2 separate regions of the Sus scrofa genome follow, and region 2 is linked to region 1. A link is a contact called in public Hi-C data. All regions are on one chromosome and are shown on one strand. Each heading gives the region's core, a stretch centred on a gene start, on an enhancer-like site or on the middle of the called end of the contact. The rest is flanking DNA. Distances are from core to core; before and after follow the strand shown.

The links. A called contact is a pair of places that touch in the nucleus more often than the background predicts.
Region 2: a contact with region 1 is called in a Hi-C map of brain, with 5 times the contacts expected there. The contact joins the promoter of TYRO3 here to the enhancer-like site in region 1. A contact is called at or near these places in 4 of 47 Hi-C or Micro-C datasets (brain, heart right ventricle, liver and 1 more) and 1 of 2 datasets of contacts at active chromatin or transcription factors (skeletal muscle).

The regions. Positions count from the first base shown.
Region 1 is chr1:129,782,831-129,787,810 of Sscrofa11.1, forward strand. No RefSeq gene overlaps it. Among named protein-coding and RNA genes, the nearest start is that of TYRO3, 44 kb to the right of the region's middle. Within about 2 kb of position 1,486, at least 28 of the 83 cell types and tissues checked have an H3K27ac peak or open chromatin away from gene starts, as enhancers often do. A contact at or near this core is called in brain and skeletal muscle, where this site is marked.
Region 2 is chr1:129,827,424-129,831,886 of Sscrofa11.1, forward strand. It overlaps TYRO3 (tyrosine-protein kinase receptor TYRO3), which reads right to left and starts at 1,972. Exons shown (of 19, transcript XM_021097401.1): 1 at 1,950-1,972.

The DNA.
Region 1 (4,980 bases), core at 236-2,735:
GTCCCACAGGTATGAACAACAGAGGTCTTATCTCTACCTGTGAGGTAGAAGGGAGGGAGGGGATTTGCCAAGACTGAAAGAGGAAGTGGTGAGGAAGGAAGGAGAAAGGGGGATGGGGAACTTGAAGAACATTAAGAACGTTTAGACTAGTCAAAGTGAAATGTATGGTACTGAGGGTGCAATTCAAGTGAGACCTCTTCCAGGGGAGAAGTGCCCTCTTCCCCCACATAAAAAACTCTCAGATGGAGGATTCCACAATTAAGAATCACTCAGTTTTAGGTGGTTCAGCCCCTCCTTTCAAGTTCCTCAGCTCTGGGTCTGCCCAATGGGCAGGATTCTCCTAGTAAAGCTGAAGATGGCAGAGATTTATTCTGACTGACCACACACCTGCATAACTTTACTGAACCCTATAAAACGTATGTTTTATATCGGTGTGGAATGGGCATCTCAGTAGGCCCTACATTCCAAGGAAGATTTTCTAACTTACAGTGCGTTCAAGAGAAACAGAATATCTTGCTGAGGTTGTTTCTGTAGCCCTTACCACAGGTAACAAACCTGCTTTTCCAAAAGCAGATTCGAATTTGCTAAAAACTTTTTATATGCTTCCATAATTATTTACATCACCAAGGGAACAGAAGAATTTACAAGAAGCCAAACTGTCTCTATTCTCTTCCTCAAATGTCAGTGGTAATGTTGGCAAAGATTCTTAGCAGAGTGAGAACAGAAAAGCAGCAGTACTAAAAAGCCAAAAACCTCCTCATATAGACACATCAATCAAAAAATGCCACGGCCCAAATTTTATCTCACAAAAAGGCAAATTGGATTTAGAATAGTTATCAGGCAAATCTGCATCACTAGTATTACTTCCTCCAGCAATATGCATTAGTATATTTTCACCTCAAAATATTGTGAGGAACACCCAACTTCCTAATTACAATTCTCTTGAAGTAGCAACATTCACACAATTCAGTATTCTAGCTCACATGCACCGGTAAAGCTGGATTGCTGAGGTTTCATGACTCGAAAAGGATAAATACTGGCACACATGCTTGGCAAGTGAAGCAGCCTGGATATACCGCTAGACAACCAATTGAGAATCAGACTCAGAAAGATGTAGAGATCCATTGTTCCTAAAATGTGAACAAGGAGCAAACACAACACAGAATGGAACCGGGCTTAAGAATGTGTCATGTGAATCCGCCTACAGACAACTCTGGGAGCTGTTCCTGAAATGGGAGGAGGCTGTCATCACCTCTCCCTCAGTAGCACCATGTGTCACAGAAATCATTTTCGTTTTGGAAGTGCATTTGGATATGCTGTCTGCCTTCCCTCATTATCCTCCTCCCCGCTCTGGGAAACAGACTTGATGCTCGCTAACCTCTGCTTATGCCGACGGGGGAAGGAGGTGGGAGGAGTCTTACGATCCCCTCCAAAGCAGGGCCTCCAGCTCCACAGAGGCGGGCGTGCTCTCTGACTCCTCCTGGTGGATATGGAGGGAAGACATTCCTTACAGTGAGGAAGGAGGAAGGAGAACTAAACTGGGCAGTTGGGAGACCTCCAGGGAAGGTCAGTTCAGAAGGACTGATGGATAAGTTTGACCTGCGTCTTCATTCTTTGTGGCCAGTCCTGAGAGGAGTGCTGAATATCAACATCTACTCCTTTCCTGGAAGAGAAGCCCAGTTTTTCTAAGCACACTGTGTAAAGGCTGGGAAAGATCAGCCATGTCTGCACTACAGCTGACTTGAGTTTAGACAGTCAAAGCCAGGCGATCCCGTCATGGCGCAGCAGAAACAAATCTGACTAGGAACCATGAAATTGCGGGTTTGATCCCTGCCCTCGCTCAGCGGGTTAAGGATCTGGCGCTGCTGTGACTGTGGTGTAGGTCAGAGGCTACAGGTCCAATTAGACCCCTAGCCTGGGAACCTCCATATGCCGCAGGTGTGGTCCTGAAAAGACAAAAAGACCAAAAAAAAAAAAAAAAAAAGACAGTCGAAGCCATTACCTGAACAGCAAAACATTGTGCAGCCAGTCCTTGGGGCTCCACACACAGGAGCAAGTAATCTCTTATAACAGAAGGAGGTCATCTTCTAATTACTATTTCTAATCAGAGCTAGATATCATGCATCCACACGCACAAGGAAATCACAGATTGAGGATAACTTGTGATCATGCCAACTGACCTTAAGCTATCTGCAAGTCTTTTCAAGATTTCATACAGTCTCACCAAGATCCTGCCTCTCCTAACAGAACATGAAACCTACAGATTCTAAAAGTCTATCTTTCTGATAGGATGGAGTCGGCACAGGTAGTTTTAGAAGTTCCAATAAAGGACCATAGATAAGGGGACATTGGAAGATCACTGTAAGTTATTTGGGTTTTGGGGTTTGTTTGTTTGTTTTGCTTTTCAGGGCTGCATCTGTGGCATATGGAGGTTCCCAGTCTGTGGTGTACAGCTGCTGGCCTACACCACAGCCACAGAAAAGCAGGACCTGAGCCGCATCTGCGACCTACACCACAACTCATGGCAACGCCAGATCTTTAACTCACTGAGTGAGGCCAGGGATCAAACCCGCAACCTCATGGTTCCTAGTCGGATTCGTTTCTGCTGCCCCACATCGGGAACTCCTGATCACTGTAAGTTAATGACTGCTCAAGGAAGCCATCAGCACAGGCAGGCTTGCTTGATTAATGGAGGTGTGAGAAATGCCTCATTTTGTTAGGTGGGGGATGGGATGAGGCCTGCATTCAGCTTCAGACCAAGGGCAGGAGTTTGAGGACGGTCTTCTGCTAATTTGAATACACACCTCACCTGATACCAAGGAGGAGCTACTACTCCCAGAAAGGAAGAGGTAGTCTTTTCTGACCCCCACTCCCCTTGGATGATAAAACTGTAGCCCACTGGATCCTGGGGGCAGAGCTTCCACGCCTGCCCACTTGCTTCTCTCACAAGCGTCCTATCTTAATAAATCTATTTCTTGCCTATTACTTTGTCTCTCCCTGAATTCCTTCTGCACGGAGACATGAAGAACCTGAACCTCAGTGACTCCAGACACAGGGTAAGTGATTCTAATTTAAAACTGTGGGTTCAAGTCCCAATCTGGGTTTTGGCTGGGTTGAGTCAATTCAAGTCCCAGCTCATGTTCTGGTTAGCTTCAGGCCGTTAGTGCTGTCAGTTTCATTTCGCCCACTCCTTTTGCTCCTTGAACAGACTACAATCCTCCTCTTGAGTTTTAAGTCGTGTTTCACTCCCTCATTGTCACTGCTTATCTACATAGGTTTTTTTTGTTTGCTTGTTTGTTTGTTTGTTTGTCTTTTTAGGGCAAGACCAGTGGCATATGGATGTTCCCAGGCTAGGGGTCAAATAGGAGCTACAGCTGCCAGCCTATATCACAGCAACACCAGATCCAAGCCACATCTGCAACCTAAGACACAGCTTGTGGCAACACTGGTTCCCTAACCTACTGAGCAAGGCCAGGGATTGAACCTTGTAATCATGGTTACTAGTCGGTATCGTTACCACTGAGCCACGATGGGAACTGCTCTAGATAGATTTTTGATCTTTACATCTCTACCAGAGAGCAGCTTTTATTTTCTTATTCACCTTTCCTGTTTCCCTCTCCTACTGGTTTAGCGTTATCTCACTATAATCTCTTGCTCTTCCATTATTTATTCCTATAGCATTTTCAAGTTCATCCCCCTACACACACACATACACACTCTCTCTCTCTCAGTATTTATGTAGGGTCCAGATGTTCTAGGCCCAAGTAAACTTACTCTAAATATGCAGAGCCTTATTCTAAATAGATATGTAGGACTTCCCATCGTGGCGCAGCAGAAATGAATCCAACTAGGAACCATGAGGTTTCAGGTTCGATCCCTGGCCTTGCTCAGTGGGTTAAGGATCCAGCATTGCCGTGAGCTGTGATGTAAGTCACAGATGTGGCTCAGATCTGGGGTTGCTGTGGCTGTGAAGTAGGCCAGCGGCTACAGCTCCAATTTGACCCCTAGCCCAGGAACCTCCATATGCTGCGGGTGTGGTCCTCAAAAGACAAAAAATATATATATATATGTAGACTTATTCTAAATAGATATGTAGAGATTTATTCTAAATAGATATGCAGAATCTATAGCTCTTAGGGAATTTGGTCCTGGAATACCTGCTTAACTGAATGAAGGGAGAACAAAAGTGTGAGCTGTGAATATTGGAGGGGGATCACTGCCCATAGAGCAGAAAATAAGACCCATTGAAAGGACAGACTTCATGTCAATCCAGTGATCCAGCAGTTGTTTTCCAAGTTCTCATCAACATTTCCTGCTGGCCCAGGGTTTGGGAAATTCTGAAATCATACAAATAAGACCATTCCTGACAGTCATAGTGAGGGACGGAGAAAGCTTGTGTTTTGGGGAAAGCAATTTCATCCTAGGCTATAGCCATCACATTTAACATTTGTTGGAGTTCCCATTCGTGGCGCAGTGGTTAACGAATCCGACTGGGAAACATGAGGTTGCGGGTTCGGTCCCTGGCTTTGCTCAGTGGGTTAAGGATCCAGCGTTGTCATGAGCTGTGGTGTAGGTCGCAGATGCGGCTCGGATCCCATGTTGCTGTGGCTCTGGTGTAGGCTGGCGACTACAGCTCCGATTCGACCCCTAGCCTGGGAACCTCCATATGCCGCGGGAGCGGCCCAAGAAATGGCAAAAAGACAAAAAAAGGAAAAAAAAAATTTGTATAGTAATTTGCAATATACAAAGCACTTTTATAAATGAGAGCTGATTTGATCTTGACAGTATTCTGGTGAAAAGGCCAGAGAAAGTGTTCTTATCTCTATTTTATAGACGCAGAAGATTCTGAAAGATTTAGTGGCTTATCCAGGGTCAAGCAGGACAAAAAGAAAACAAAGCAGAAGAAAAAGAGGGAAAACTCAAGAGAGAGATAAACTGCCTTCAAAGAGCTTCTGGCATCTCAACCTCTGAACCCCCTCT
Region 2 (4,463 bases), core at 722-3,221, 45 kb after region 1:
ATGGCTGCAGAACCACGTCAGATCAAACACATGGCAGCCTTCCTGGCAGCCATCCGCTCTATTAATACCTGAATGTGTGCAGGGGTGGGTGCTAGGAAGGTAGGAGGCAGAAGGGAGGGGAGGGGCCCTGAAGAGGGAGCCCAAGACCCCTGAGCTACTGTCACACCAACAGAAGGCCACCCTTTGAACACACACACATACACACACACACACACACACACACACCCTCCTGGTTTCCTAGCATGTTTTTAAGTGGAGAGGGGCAGGTGAACTATTCACAGAGCTGAAATCCAATTTTGCTTCTTCTTCCCGTCCTTGGCTGTGTGAAACTAAGCAAATTCCTGGACTCTCTGATTCTGAGATACACACCTTTCCACTTGGAAATAGTCACAGTTGCCTACCCTTTCCTACCCTGAGGTGCTGATAAGGCAGGGGGTGCTGTCTGTAAAAAAGGTGCTTGTTCTGTGGCTGCTGGTCTGGCCTGTCTCTTCCATACCCCCTTCATCCTCTCAGAACCAGGCACAGGGCAAGGAGGGGTAGCCTCACAGCCGATACCCGCCCAGCAGTCCCAGGGGTGTGTAATGTGAACTTGGGGATCCCGGGTGCTACAAGAAGCACTTCCTGCCACTGGCAAATGCCTCAGTGGCTATGTGGGAAGCAAGGCTAAGCAAAGACCAGTGCAGCCACTCCAACATGCTTGGTTTCAGGAAGCTCGGAGTGAGCACAGGGACTAGAGTATGCCCAGGTGTTTTCTGTGACTAGGTAATCTCACAGCCCCTGTACCGACATGATGTAAGGGTGCCTGTGGTGCTCAGCCCCAGCCCCTGTGGCTTCAGAGTGAGACCTTCGTGTGTGGGGCAGGCAGAATGGAGTCCCCAGTCCCGGGAGGGAAAAGCAAACAACTAGGAACATCGAGGCGGGAAAATCCTGTCCCAAACACCCCCCGCTGACCACTCAGCGCTCTGCCCTACTCCTCTCCCTTCCACCCCGACAGAAGAGCCCCGGACGCGAGAAAGTTGGGGGCGGGGGCCCCGACCACAGATCCAGGTGCGAACACCCGGCTGCGCCCCCTCCCCCCAGTGCCCGAGCCTCGGCCTTCCAGCTTGGGTCCCCCAGCCCAAATCTCCGGCCCGCCCAGGCCCGGGGTTCGCCCGGCTGCTGTCCCCGGGCTCCGACCCCAGCCGCGCCCCTCCGCAGACCCCGCTTTCCGCCGTCCCCCCGAGCCAGCCCCTACCTGCGGCCGCGGACTCCGGGAGCAGCAGCGCGGCCAGACCCGCCAGCAGCAGCAGCAGCAGCAGCGGCGGCGACGGCGGCGGCAGCGGCAGCGGCAGGAGCCCCGACCGCCCCATGCTCCGCCTCAGCGCCATCGGCGGCGACGCCGCACCATGCCGGGCCCGGCCCGCGAGCGACGAGGGAGGAGGGAGGAGAGGAGGAGCGGCGAGGTGGGGGAGGGCAGCGGGAGGGCGGGGGGCGGCGCTGGGGCCGCGCTCCGAGACCCGCGCCCGCTGCGAGTCGCCGCGGCGGCCGTCAGCCGCACAGGGTCCCCGGGGCCGCTCCTGGGCCACCGCGCTCCTTCCACAGCCGTCGCCGCCGTCGCCGCCGCCGCCGCCGCTGATTCATGTTCTCGGAGCCGCCGCCTCCTCCCCGGCCCGCCCGCCCGCAGCCCGAGCTCGTACCGCCCCCCCGCGGAGCCCCGGGCGGCTCGCTCCGAGCGCCAAACCCGCGGCTGCCAGCACGGTCTCCAGCCGACCTCCACCCACAGACCTCCGCAGACCCGGCTGGCACCCCCTGGCCCAGCTACCCCAATGCCGAATCCGAGGATCTGGTTCGGTCCTCTGGATGGGCACCCCAGCCACGCCCCTCCTTCCCCTAAATACACTCCAGCATCTTCTCAAACCCAACACACTGATCCTTCCTTCGAAATTTTGCTAGAAGCCTCTACCGCGCACCCCAACTTTTCTCCACACTCTGATGCCAGAACCCAGCATCCTCTTCTCAGGACAGAAAGTACCTCAATCCCCTGAATACTCCCAACCATCGGGCCTCCTGAAATTGTCGCGACTCAGTGCTCCCCCCACTGGATCTACTAGGACACTTTCATGCCTCTTTGATGAGCCTTTCACCTATATTCCCCCTATGCATACTCCATTTCCCACCCCTTTATCTCCATGACTTCGGGCCTTCCGTCTTGAGTTTTCCAAGATCTTGGTAATTCTCAGGTTTTATCTGCAATCCCCACGGCTACAGTACATAAGTCAAAGCCCAGTGGCCTGTTTCTTTGGGGCGCTCATTCTTCCTAGTTGCTTCCTCTGCTTCTAGCCTCCATCTCTCAGGATGTGGTGTGAAAGTTGGGTATGCCCTCACAATATCCAGGAAAAATACTAGCTATTATTGGTTGTCCACCTTGCACACAGTAGGCACTCCATAAGTAAACAGACAGATGCCTTGTTAAATGAATGAATAATTGCCTCAGAGCTTGGCCTGCCCCACAGCGAGTAATCAAGGGGGTGGCTGTGCCCACAGACATCCTGTCAGGCAGATACAGAACTGGTTCCAAATCCAGCCTACCAAATGTTCCCCTCCTCTTGCCCTTGCCTCTACTGGTCCCCTGGCGCCTACTCCAGAAGGCTGTTCCCAGAAGTCTTGAGTGGGGAGGAGAGACAAGCCACCCAGCATCCCCCACCGCCACACTTCCATTTCTCTGCAGCCTCATTGGATCTTTCCAGGGATTCTCCTTCTGAGCAGCAAGGGCCTGCCTATTCCTCCTCTTGGCCAGCATCAGTGCTTGTTTATTAATTATACTAATGATAACAACAACAGCAGTGCTGGCAGCAGCCTTGGACCCAGCTGGGGGCGCCCCCTGGTGGCAGCACAGGGAGAAGGGCTGTCAGAACTGGATGGCCGGGGCCTGGGTGTCTTCCTTTAGCAATTTTCTTGGGCACTGTGGGTTGGCTTCAGGACTCTTTCCCAAAGGAAAAGTCTTGCTCCGTTCCAGAATCCACAGCTTCTGAGCTTAGGCTTGGTTGGATCAGGGCAGGCAGACAACAATCTGGGGCTGAAGCCAGATTCACTGGGGCCCCAGCTACTGCGGCAGTTTGGCTGCTGCAGCCCTGCACTTGAGCCCTCCACACTTCTCAAGGTCCTCCCCCACCCCCCACCTCTCCTCTCTGGAGGGGACTTCAAGTTTCTAGGGAAAGGAAACTGTTGACTCTGGCTGATACTGAAAAGACCTCTCCCAGAGGATGTCGAACCTAGAGCCCAAACCCCTGCCTTTCACTTCCTTTTCTTCCCTCATCTCCACAGCCCCACCCCTCATCATTTCCTGAACTCTGATGAGAATCCCAGGCCAAGGACCATCCTTTGCCATTAAGCAAAATGGGCTTCTGGCACATGTCATGGATACCTCTGCATTCTCCACTCACAGAGTTGACAAACTTCCTACCTCAGCTGCAGGCCTGAGGCACATCACTGTCACCCTGGGGCAGCACACTGACCATGTGGGGCCTGGAGCCCTGACTGCCTGCCTCCTCAATCCCTGCTACTGAATGCATCTCAATTCTTAGCATTTCTACTTGCAGGGTAGGGAGAACTGAGGCTTCCTGGTCTTCTGACTTTCCAGCTCCTACATAGAGTGCTTGCCTTCCCAAGCCCTCACAACCCACTCTTCTTACCCATCTCCCCCATCTTTCTCTCTCTCCGGGAATATACTTTAAGGGTATGTGAGCAGGTGTGATTTTGTGGAAGAGGTGTGTAGGTGGGTGAGAGGGTGTGCATTGTGATGTATGAGGGAGGGTGTGCATTTGTGCAAACTCTAAATGTGACTGGCGCTTTGTGGGTGGATGGGGAGAAGATATGTGTGTGTGTGTGTGTGTGTGTGTGTGTGTGTGTGTGTGTGTGTGTGTGACTGGAGGAGGTTGGCTGCCTGTGCAAATACATGCCTGCAAAAATCTCCCTTCCTTTGGTAAATGCATTGCTTGGAAGGAAACTAATCAAATCTACAGGAAATGTATTTGACCTAATGCATGAGCAGCTGTCCCAGGAATTCCTGTCCTCAGAACAGAACCAGAGCCAGCTATGATCTCTCCCAGGGGAGAGGAAGGGCCAAGAGCAGCCCCTTATTATGGGTGGAGATAGCTTGGGCTTTGGCATCATCATGTGAAATACATATCTGCCCAATCTCTGCCTTTTATAATCCACAACTGTCCTAGGAGGCCAGGTATATAGAGAAGACAAGGATAGGAGTTCCTGCTGTGGTGCAATGGGATCGGCAGCATCCTGGGAGCACTGGGACTCAGATTCGATATCCGGCCCAGCACAGCGGGTTAAGGATCTGGAGTTGCCCCAGTTGTATCTTAGGTCAAAACTGCTGTTTGGATTTGATCGCTGGCCTGGAAACTCCACATGCCTAGGGGCAGCCAAAAAAGAAAAAGAGAGAAGACAAAGACAAAATAGGAAAGAAAACC